2 separate regions of the Bombyx mori genome follow, and region 2 is linked to region 1. The links are chromatin contacts, called in public Hi-C maps. All regions are on one chromosome and are shown on one strand. Each heading gives the region's core, a stretch centred on a gene start, on an enhancer-like site or on the middle of the called end of the contact. The rest is flanking DNA. Distances are from core to core; before and after follow the strand shown. Region 1 holds the start of LOC101742313 (armadillo repeat-containing protein 8). Region 2 holds the start of LOC101741365 (islet cell autoantigen 1).

The links. Hi-C and Micro-C count contacts between places; a contact is called where the count stands out from the background.
Region 2: a Hi-C map of posterior silk gland shows a contact between it and region 1, with 2.3 times the contacts expected there. The contact joins the promoter of LOC101741365 here to the promoter of LOC101742313 in region 1. A contact is called at or near these places in 2 of 7 Hi-C or Micro-C datasets (middle silk gland and posterior silk gland).

Annotation. Positions count from the first base shown.
Region 1 is chr11:9,113,937-9,119,711 of ASM3026992v2, forward strand. LOC101742313 (armadillo repeat-containing protein 8) reads left to right here and starts at 2,195. Exons shown (of 14, transcript XM_012695003.4): 1 at 2,195-2,332; 2 at 2,416-2,629; 3 at 5,647-5,775. The coding sequence starts at 2,309. It overlaps LOC101741646 (ankyrin repeat domain-containing protein 54), which reads right to left and starts at 1,525. Exons shown (of 1, transcript XM_004931535.4): 1 at 119-1,525. The coding sequence starts at 1,285. The coding sequence ends at 485. LOC101742466 (sphingosine kinase 1) reads left to right here. Exons shown (of 3, transcript XM_004931618.5): 3 at 1-90.
Region 2 is chr11:9,300,588-9,306,362 of ASM3026992v2, forward strand. It overlaps LOC101741365 (islet cell autoantigen 1), which reads left to right and starts at 2,216. Exons shown (of 4, transcript XM_004931533.5): 1 at 2,216-3,207; 2 at 3,401-3,637; 3 at 4,505-4,747. The coding sequence starts at 2,638. LOC101741505 (cyclin-dependent kinase 14) reads right to left here and starts at 1,784. Exons shown (of 11, transcript XM_038013646.2): 1 at 1,563-1,784. The coding sequence starts at 1,632.

The DNA.
Region 1 (5,775 bases), core at 945-3,444:
AGAAATAAAACTTTTTAATAAGTATGTAACAATTATTGTTATTTGAATTTCAATTTTATGAATGATGTTAATAAATTATTATTATTGCAATTCCTCTGGTTATGTTATTATTGAAAGATTTTGTTCTCAAATTGAGTTTATTTCATTTTACATTTAAACTTATTAGAATTTGTGGAACCTCCACCAACAATAATATTAATCTAAAATATAAATTTAGTTTAGAGTGACATCGAATTACAGCATTGAATTTCACACAAATGGAATGAAAGAACTTATTTAAATAAAAAATAAGGTACAAAAGAATGAATTTTAAATAATTTGCTAAAAGTGGTATTGTTAAATTAAAGGTTATAGTAGTAAAAGATTTGCAATAGAAAAGGCAATAGTAATTGAACATTTTAATACACCTCCACTTAGTACTAAATACAAAAACTATGAGCTTATTATCTATGTAGTACTTGTTCAATAGTCTTTCACAATATATTTATCTAAGTTTCAGTGAGTCCAGGCTGTCGAGTAGATTTTGTACTTCTGAGTCAACTTGTTCCCGTGTACTCACTTGCTCCAACCTCAGTCGCAAAGATTCCAGCTCACCTGCATCAGCCTTCTGCATTTTCATATATTTCAGCATCATTTCTACAACTTGGCAAATTTCACTAATCAATTGACGAGTCACTTCAAAATGCCCCACACCACTGGGACGCATTTGTATTATCTTTAATTTACTTTGTGCTAATTGTATGGGATTGCGGCCATTTCTGTCATGTGAACTGACATCAGTTCCAGCATCTAATAGTTCAATGACAACTGTTATGTGATTAGTACATGCAGCCAAATGAAGAGGTGTGTTTCCAAGTGTGTCTTTATTGTTAGGGTTAGCACCGTGACGCAGAAGTATTCTCACTACATCGACATAGCCACGGCAAGCTGCTAAATGCAATGGGCTTCTTTTGTGCTCATCTGAACAATTAGGATCCGCTCCAGCTTTTAATAATCGTTCAACGAGTTCTGTGTTATTCGTGGAAGCCGCGAACCGCAACTTGTGATTCCTGGATGCGCAAACTGTTCCACCGTATCTATGCTTAAGACGGCAGTGTCTTGCTTTTGTGGAGCATTTAATTTTTCCGACATGATCATGTGGCTCATCTAAAAACTCTACTGGCATTGGCTGACCAGATTGGGTTATAGGAATTGCTGGAAGATTAAATTCCAAAACACATTTCGAATGATCAAACACAGGATTATCGCTGCTCTCATTTCCAGTGTCGACTCCAGAGTCTGTCATTATGCAGTTTCTTAATGAAATATACTAGATCATCACACTTTTACGTTATCAGGTTAATTAATGTACATTGTACTTTAACCAAAATTTCATATTTTGTTTCAAAAATAGTAAATAAATATCACGACCAGCACGAATTGTTTTTGTAAAATCCCTGAAATGGATTGTATGATTTTATGAATGTCAAATTGTCAGCGTTTAGATGTCAACTGCCAATATTTACTTATTAAGATAGACTTTTTTATTATACTTCAGTGCCTAACACATGTCAAAAAGTTTAGGTAGACACATGAGTTACAATACTCTATGCCACTTTTCTGCAATTTTTTTTAATACGATCGAAGAGTAATCTTACTTACTTTAATGGAAAAGAATGCCCTCTCGGAACGTTTTCTAGCAGAATTGAAACGAGATATCAGTTATATGATCCAGAATTCCGAATTAATTTCGGCCTACTGTGGAGGAAAGTTTGCTTAAAATTTAAATCATGGAGTTAATAAGTATCTGGTCTACATTTAAATACAGTATTTGTTTCCTTTTTTTTTTTATTGTAACATTCGCAAAGTATATGTAGATATGTTGTGTTTTATTGAGCACGACTGTATCGATTGTTTTAAAAATACAAACGAAACGAAATAATTGTAATACCTCTAGTTCGGTATAGAGAAAAACAAACTTGGGACTTTTTTTTTACTATTTACAACTTTGCTGAATACGACAGGTGAAAATTTGGGGTAAGGTAGCTTTAAATGAACATTTTGTAGGATTTTGTCAAAGCTCATAGTCAACTAACCAGTACTAGCAAAAAAAAATGTTGTAGAGAAGCTTGGTCTATGTAATTTTTAAATTTTTTTAATATTAAAGATATTAAATTTTAACGCGGTCTAGAAGTGTATAATCTATGGTCTAGAACTGTCACTGTCAGTTAACACTTGACAATCTTGACATGTAGTTCGGCCTCGGTTGTCGATCTGAATTTCGAACGTTTATTTTTACCAACATTACTGCGTATATTTTGATTAAAACATGCAACAGTTTACAGTATTCATGGTACGTAGTACAGGATTCTTTGAGTTAATTAAGACTTTTAAAATCTCTTATGATATTTTATAACCTAAAAAGATTTCAAATAGGATATCGAAAGCTCCCGCTCGTATATCGACGAGTTGTATTCTTCGGATGCGGTGAAGGTAATGGAAGCTTTGGTAACGCTGAAGAACTCGGTAATAGGGAGCAACAGACAGAAGAGTTCAGTGATCAGTCAAGGGGTAGTTCCAAGGCTGCTACAATTGATGTCTGAAGAATCACTGGATCCGAACATTAGACTAGAGGCAACTATTACAATAGGTAAAATTTCATTCCTTCATAAACCTATTAATACATGGTAGTGATATACATTAGTGTACACAGTGATGTACAGAAATTTTTGTTCTTATAATATTAGTATGAAAGCTTCCCAAACAATATTAAGTATATTAACTGTAATTTTTACATTAAAGTTGACGTTTGATAGATTATTTACTTTGTACTACACTATTTAATCTACATTATTTTATGTAAATTAACATTTTTACAATTACAATGAAAATGAAATTCGCAAATCACTTAATTTAAGATGCAGCATAAGCTATTGTTTTCCTTAAACCAGCAATGCGGGATTATTTTCTAGATGATTTTGCTACTTATAAAAGCTTTCATGATTATCTTAATGTTTATAATTTCTAAATACTAAATAGACAAAAGTCATTTTTATTTTTTTAGTTTCACATTCGGTTTCTTGTAAAGTCTTGGTTGTGTACTTTCATATGTAAACTGAACAGAAAGTTATTCTACAGGATACTAGTTTCTAACAGCTACTTTTAAATATTGATTTGACTTTAAATTATGATGTTTCAAACCACATACTTATTTTTACCAAAATCTCATAATATTGTCACTCAAAGTAAGGGAAGTAAAATGGTTTACAGAATTGATTTCATAGTTTCAGAGATTACCACAAACTCACAAACAAATAAACAAACCTTAACACCTTATTATACAGCCTTATATTGATTGCCATTGATGAAGAAAGAACCAAAGTAAAAAATTGGCGTCGGTGACATGTGGAGGTCCACAATAATATTTAACATGAACTATCATTTTGAGTTTCAATTAATGTAATAATCCTTATAGATAGTACTAGCTGACCCGGCAGACTTTGTAGTGCCTCGATGGATAAATAAAAGACTAAACTTTTGTATAAAATAAACTTAAAACAAACAAAAGGAATCCGTCCGACGGGGGACACATCAAACATTTATATTTATCATACAAATATCTTCCCTTGGCGGGGTTCGAACCCGCGACCCCCTTGTGTAGTGACCATGTCACTTACCACTACACCAGACGGCCGTTAAACCTACCTTTTAAACCTTCTCTGGACTTCCACAAAAGATTCAAGACCGAAATTAGCCAAATCGGTCCATCCGTTCTCGAGTTTTAGCGAGACTAACGAACAGCTATTAATTTTTAGATTATTATTGAAACATAGGTTACTCTAAAAATTATCTTCAAAACATGTTATGTCTATTTGGCTATATATGTGTCGTCTATTATCAAAGGTGGCAGTCTGTACATTTGAACAAGAAAATGTTATTGATATGTCAATACAGATTGATTTGAATATAATCGTCTCCTTCAAAGAATATGGTTCAAAACCTGCATTAAATAAAGGTTAATACTTAACCTGTTATTTATCTAAGATGTCGTTCAGAAGAGTTTTGTGGTTGCCAATGGAATACAAAGTCAATAATTCGTTTTTCTGATTTACCAATAATTGTCCAAAAGTCACATTGCCGGCTTTGATACTAGTCGACTCATATATAAGAAATAATATAAATACCTAAATAAAATTAATGCGCATAAAACATTTTATGTCTTATGTTATATCATGTAACAAAGATAAAAAGTTTGGGGACCTCCAAGTTAGATGTTGCATTTTATTTTGATGTTTTTGTCATTTACTTACTTCTTGGGTTGAGAGTTTATCAAATGTTTTGTGATAAAATTAACACTCATAGGTGTGAATGTAATGTTCAATACAGAATTTATAAAAACAAATGTCAAATCAAAGTCCATTTGATGATGTAATCAAATAAGTTATTAAGCAAACAAACCATTACATTACACCATAAGCATGTATCTTTGTGATTGATTGATGGATGTGGTATACAAATAGAGGCAAATCAAAAACCTTTATATTGTTTATTAGATTAGATAATAGATGTTGAAAGTTTTCACGTATCTTATTAGGCATATTTGAAACATATTCTGATGTTTCTAAATACTCCAGTTGCTATGGTCATAGATTATCTCATAATTCATCAGCAGTTGAAAATTGAAAAATTTTTAACCGAGCTTGAGATTATTAAGATTTGCAATAGCTCTATAATGCATAATACACACAATATGTTAGATGTTCATATTTGTTAGTATTTTAACAAAGGCGCATTTTATATTTTTTTCTGAAGTGTATCTGTGCAGAATTTATGCTTCAATATATAAATGAACCCATTTTTCAACCTACGTTTATGCGTTCTTTGACTCTAGCTTAAATGCTACAAAATTCCTAAATTGCTAAAATTGCAAAAAAATTCAATTGGGTATTGTAGTCAATGTCTTATGCATTAATATGTTGCCTATGTAGATAAATCCATGAAGTGTAATAAATCAATTAACACCAGTAGTTTAACAACAACATAAACGACAAAAAACTCAAATTGAATCAACACAACATGTACAAGACAAGCATGCACAAGCCAAAACCATTTGTATATTCTGATTTACACAATGACACTTATGTGTATATCTCTTATAAACTGATGTTACCATATACTTAGTGGACTAAAGTATAAGCTATATAAACCGTGCTGTGTACTCTTATCAAGAGATGTGACTATGTCGAAGTTTTCTCAGGAAGAATTTATTTAACATATTATTACATATATTCAAGAGCGATACTGCAATAAAGGAATAGCATAGTATAATAAAAATCTTACCAGTAAAAAATTATAAATTAGTGTAATTACTGGTGATATTTACAAGCCTAGAGCATATACCAGGGCAGATAAGACCATCATGTCTATTTCTGCCGCGACACAGTCATGTGATCTAATTTGAATGGTGGGACACCCGTTAATTCACACAATTGAGATATTGTGGCCCAAGATTGGTCCCCGCAATCATGTGTAACGTCTAAGTGCTCTGGTAGTCACTTAATGCTAGGTAGACCGAGGTAGATGGTCTTGTTCACTAATATAAACATACATTAATTGCATATTTATTGGAATTATTATAGGAATTATTTTTGTTATTGCTTAACACAGGTTCACTTGCAAAAGGCACACCAGAAAATATAGACTCTCTAATTGAAAAAGGAACAGCTACAGCATTAGTGGAAATGCTTAAGACGGTACCACTTGGTTCAAAACTTGCGGAGGCAGCTCTGTGTGCCT
Region 2 (5,775 bases), core at 966-3,465, 190 kb after region 1:
CCTGTATCCTCCGTATGCGTATCCTCCTCGGCTGCGGCTTTTCCGCGGAATGTTTAGTTCAGGCACGAACATTGCTTAGTATCTTACCTTGTATGAGACGAGTAAACATTTTTGGAACACAAGGCTATAAAAATACACGTTGCAAAATATATCTTTGAATAAATTTCGATTGTGTGTTAAGTATCTACATTTGGCTCTTTTGGTTGCCGAGGACTGCAGCAGACAGATACATTCCTGACATTTTCATTTACGTAAATTAGTTTTGATGTGAAACATCTATAGCCGCACGTAAAACCGATTACTGGCGTGGCGACGCGTCGCCATGCGCAATCAACTGTGTGATTCTCTCTGTGTTTTACTTGAAAACAAATTATTTTTTCGTAATATTTTATTTTATCATTATGACATATTTAGTTCCTATCACGATCTGTTCTTTTTTGCATATTACTTTTACAAAATAATGTCGATGTTTCACATCTGCCAGGCGGCCCGTGACGGCTCACATTTTTTTTCCTACCTAAGCTCTAATAATTGCTCTAATGGGTGGACGAGCTCATGGTCCACCTGGTGTGAAGTCATTACCGGAGCCCATTAACATCAACAACGTAAATGCCGCCACCCACCTTGAGTTCTAGTTGTTCCAGTACAAAGGCTGCCCGCCCTTCAAACAGACACGCGTTCTTTCTTCACGGCAGTAATAGGCAGGGTGGTGGTACCTGCCCGAGGGGGTCACAAACCGCCCTACCATCAGTAATTACGCAAATTAGAATTTTTGCGGGCATGATTTTCATTGCACGATGTTATTTCTTCACCGTGGAAATCAATCATGAACATTTGTTTGTGCGTAGTGAGATTAAATGTTGACATTTTAATCAACAAAATATAAATTACTAACCGTAAAAGTAGTTTTGTGTCTATAACTCGCGAAGAAAATACCAAAAATCACTAATATAAATTTTAAGCAAATTTTCGTATTGTACTCTTTTTGTGAACTTTTAATGACTTACCTACACTACATTTGAAAAAAATATCAATCACTAATTTATTTCATAACATATTTAAAAGATATTAAATTTTATATTGATCAAACCAAACTAATTCGATAACAAAAACATGAGGTCGTATATCATAAAAATGAAAAACAACGAATTGAACCGTATTCATAGGGCCGAAAGTTTGTTTTAAGTCCATCCGTCATTTCTGTACATACAGTTCCCAAACAATAACTGATAAAAATATATTCAAAACTATTTAACTATATTTTTTCTTCATATTATGCCTAAGCTTGCTGTAACAATTAATCAACAGTAGGATTCTAGTTTAGGCACCTTCGTTTGTTAAAAAGTTTCGAATTCTATTCTCAATTCATATCACTTATTCGAAAGTTTCTCTTCACTTTCAAAACTTTTTTAAGCCTAGTCGAAGCAGATTACCTTTATAAGATCCTCTTGCAATATTAAACACATAATAGCAGCAATTTTAAATAATAATATAAACAAACTTAAATATACCGATAATTATAACCTGTAAAAAAAAACAAATTTGATCAACGACAAACTTACCATCTTTGACGTTTTTCGAAGATTGCGAAGACGATACCCCGGGAACATTTTTATCACTAGCACAGTACATTTTAATTATTATCACACTTTTGTGGCGGAACAGTGGTTCTCATCTAAAAAAATAACACATATTATTTTCGAAATAGTTTGATAAACATTAGATTGACGGACACGAAACGCGGCAGCCATTCCACATTCCGGTTGTAAATATCATATCATAGACAATTTTTCACTTGGCTTACCATTTTTAATTTAACCAGAGCAAAGGTTAGCATTTGAAAAAGCTATAATACTATAGAGATTTCAAAGAAAATTCATAATTCAATGTAATTATTAAACTGGATGTAAATTGAACCATAAATTGACTATGACAAATCCGATCTAATCTTTTTGTTTTTTTTTTGTTTATATATAATGCCAATGTTAAAACTGGCTTGCAAACAAATGTCTAATAATTATTCTAGTGTGCAAGTAGTTTGTCGACATATATTTTAGGTGTAAAATATATTATTTTATTGCCCGTGCAGGCAGACGAGCATACGGTCCATCTGATAGTGAATTAACGCAGTGGCTATAATAATAGTACCAAGTATAGACGAAATCTACTCTAGTGGCGGGCGGTGCGATTGTTAAAAACGAGACGATGATATCATCTCAAAAAATTCCTCAGAGCACTCCTTCTCAAGATATATCGGTTATAAATAACAAAAACTTTCATTCATTCCAGAATGTTCAAGATCCACTCAGCCTTTTAGATGTTTTTTTTTGTTTGGTATTGAAATAAACAATTACCAAACACCATTGCTACTGTTGTGTATCATATAATGAAATATAATATAAATATAGCTTTGTTTTGCTTTTTATCGTTGTAAATTAAACATTTATTTTTATGTGCATTGGATTGGAACATGAAAGTGTCATTGTCAGTTTCTGTTAAGTGCATTATCTATGGTTCCTGTCATTGCAAATACAAATGATATGAAAATTATTGATAATATTTTATTTTCGGCAATTTCAAAAACTTTTAATTTGTGATAATACGACAGAAACAAATCAAAGTATCAGTACAGTGAAGATGATGCAGCATCAATATTGGGTTACTAAAAAGACTGTTCTGAAAAAGCTGGGAACTAAAGAAGACGAATGTATCGTTTCTTCCGACGCCGAACTGGACGCGAAATTAGAGTTATTCCGATCAATATCTGACAGCTGTTTGCAATTACAACGCGTATTAGACCAATACCAAGAGCGAATATGTATTCTGGCTCAAGAAGAAAATGCTTTGGGGAAATTTCTCCGAGATTCTGGAAAAAACGCTGACGCGTCAGGGAAACACATGATTTCCGCTGGAAAAGCGATATCATACTGTGGGCAGCAGCGGCTATCAATTAGATCGCCATTGCTAAGGCTTTATCATGAAGTGGAAACATTTCGAGGTCGAGCTGTGAGTGATATGCGAGCTACTGTGTCTGCCATGGAGAAGGCGAGATTAGAGTATCGTGCAGCATTGAGTTGGATGAAATCGACAAGTGCTCAGCTAGACCCTGATACAGGTCGTGGCCTCGATAATTTCCGAAAGGCACAACGTCAAGTACGTGAGAGTAAAAAAATATTTGATAAATTGACACTTGATGTACTGCAAAAGGTAAATTAATAATCAAATTTACTACTAAATAATTTTCTTTTCTATGTAAATTATTGTAATGAATAGTTTTGTTGCAGCATTTTTATTACTTAAACAAAATTAAGCTTAAAATTATTTTCTTTCAAATTTTTTATAACTTTGTGAAGTTCCAGCACTGAGTTTGTCTTTGAGTATATATTATGAATCTTTACAGATTGATCTGTTAGCAGCAGCACGATGCAACATGTTTTCACATGTGTTATCAAATTACCAAGCTTCATTTGTAACATTTGTTACTAAAGTATCTCAAACTTTAGAAGCAACAGCAGATTCTATGAATAATAATCCACAGTATGAATTCTGCATACTAAAAGAACTTTCACAAAGTTTGGGAGAGAGCGAGACTAAGGAGGTGGTGCCCCAAGATAAAGATCAGATGCTGTTTTTCCAGGTGAATAGCATACTTTGCGATATTTGTACTATTGAAATTTCCATTGTAGATCTATAGTTTTATAAGTTAGCCTTATTTATCAGATTGCATAGATATATGAGATTTGACGTGATACTTGGGAGTAAGTAATAATAGTTTATTTCCAAAAAGAGATACATAAGCTGATAAAAATCTGATTATTGTTCATTTGATTTTTAATATAAAATTCCATAACTTTATCTTCTAGCTGTACTTGTACCTGCTACTGCATTTTTATTCTTATTTAAAAAATAATATCCCTCAAATATGCTATTGTTATTGTCTCAACTGTGAAACAATCGGTTCCATCGTTTGGTCACTATGATGCAATTTAAGATGCCTAACACACTAATGGAGGCTTTTAAATTGAATAATGACAGAGGTAAAATTGCTTTGGAAAATTCTCATTTCAAGAAAGCAAAATCAACTTTTTAATTTTATAAACTGATAGAACACATGTTTATAAGTTATTTGAATAATAATTCTAATTTTCTTTAAATTTTTGGTAAAGCCACTTCAATTCTAAATATGCGATAATCATAAAATTGATCACATAATATTTTTGTATAATGAGTGACATAATTGTATTAGTGATTAAATATCTTAAATAAATATTTTTGAAAAATAGCTGTGAGACATATCCTACAACTAACTTTATACATAAACTTAATTCTCAATAGTAAGTAATGTTTCTACTAAGAATATTGTACAATAAAATAAAATAAATATAATATTTATATATAATGTGATAAATTCAATAATGTGAAAAATCCCCAGAACTGCCTTTACAACTATTTAACCATCTGCAGTTTACAACCAAACAATACAGAATATTTGTTATAATTTCAGGATGAATATAAAGACGAGAAACCGAAAAACGTGAACTTAGATAAGCAACTTTCCAATGAAAAATCATCAACACTTGACAACAAAGAAGGGATCGCTTCTGTAAATCTGGTAGATACAAATCTAGTAAATACAGAAACAGAAGAAAATGTAGGAGGAACACTTTCAGATTTGGCTGGGTTGCATCTAGGCTGTGGTGATGGACAGTCCAACTTTGGTGCTTTTATGCCATCTCAACTGTTGCAAGTGAGTTTTTTTTGCTTAGATGGTTGGACAAACCTACCCGATGTAAAGTGGTTCTAAAGTGCTCTTACACTGCTTTTTTTTTTCTTTTTCCTACCGGATCGGAAATGCCACCCACTGAGAAGATCCAGCGAGAAACTCAGTGGGCTGTGCCTGTGAATTAATTCACGTCCTCGGTGACCGGGGTTACACTGCAACAATTGCTCTACCCTTCAAACAGAAACTCCTTACTGTTTCATGGCAGAAATGGGTGGTACCAACCTACCTGTGCGGGCTCATATATATATATATTTTTTTTTATTGCTTACATGGGTGGACGAGCTCACAGCCCACCTGGTGTTAAGTGGTTACTGGAGCCCATAGACATCCACAACGTAAATGCGCCACCCACCTTGAGATACAAGTTCTAAGGTCTCAAGTATAGTTACAACGGCTGCCCCACCCTTCAAACCGAAACGCATTACTGCTTCACGGCAGAAATAGGCAGGGTGGTGGTACCCACCCGCGCGGACTCACAAGAGGTCCTACCACCAGTAACTCCCTACCACCATGAATTACACCAATTATAAGTTTTACAGATTTGATTTTCACTACACAATGTTATTTCGTCACTGGCATTGAATGAATTAAACACCAGCATAATTGCATCACTCGATACGAATGCATGGGGGGTTCTCATCTTTTTGGGCCACAATGACTTCTTTTGCATATTTTTTATTAAATTAAACTTTAAGTGTTACTGCACTAATCTGGCCCCATCAAATTTATTCACCTTGTCTTTTTATGTTCATCGTTTTTTTTATTTTTTTATTTTTATTGCCCTTGTAGGCAGACGAGCATACGGCCCACCTGACGGTGAGTGGTTACCGTCGCCCATGGACTTCAGCAATGCCAGGGGCAGAGCCAAGCCGCTGCCTACCGCTAGCTACCGTAGCTATACTTTGCTGTTTAGAGGAAGAGACAGCCATTATATAATACAATATCATAGAGAGTTCAGCCTCTTGTACCAAGGTAGATAGAGTTAGAGTCAT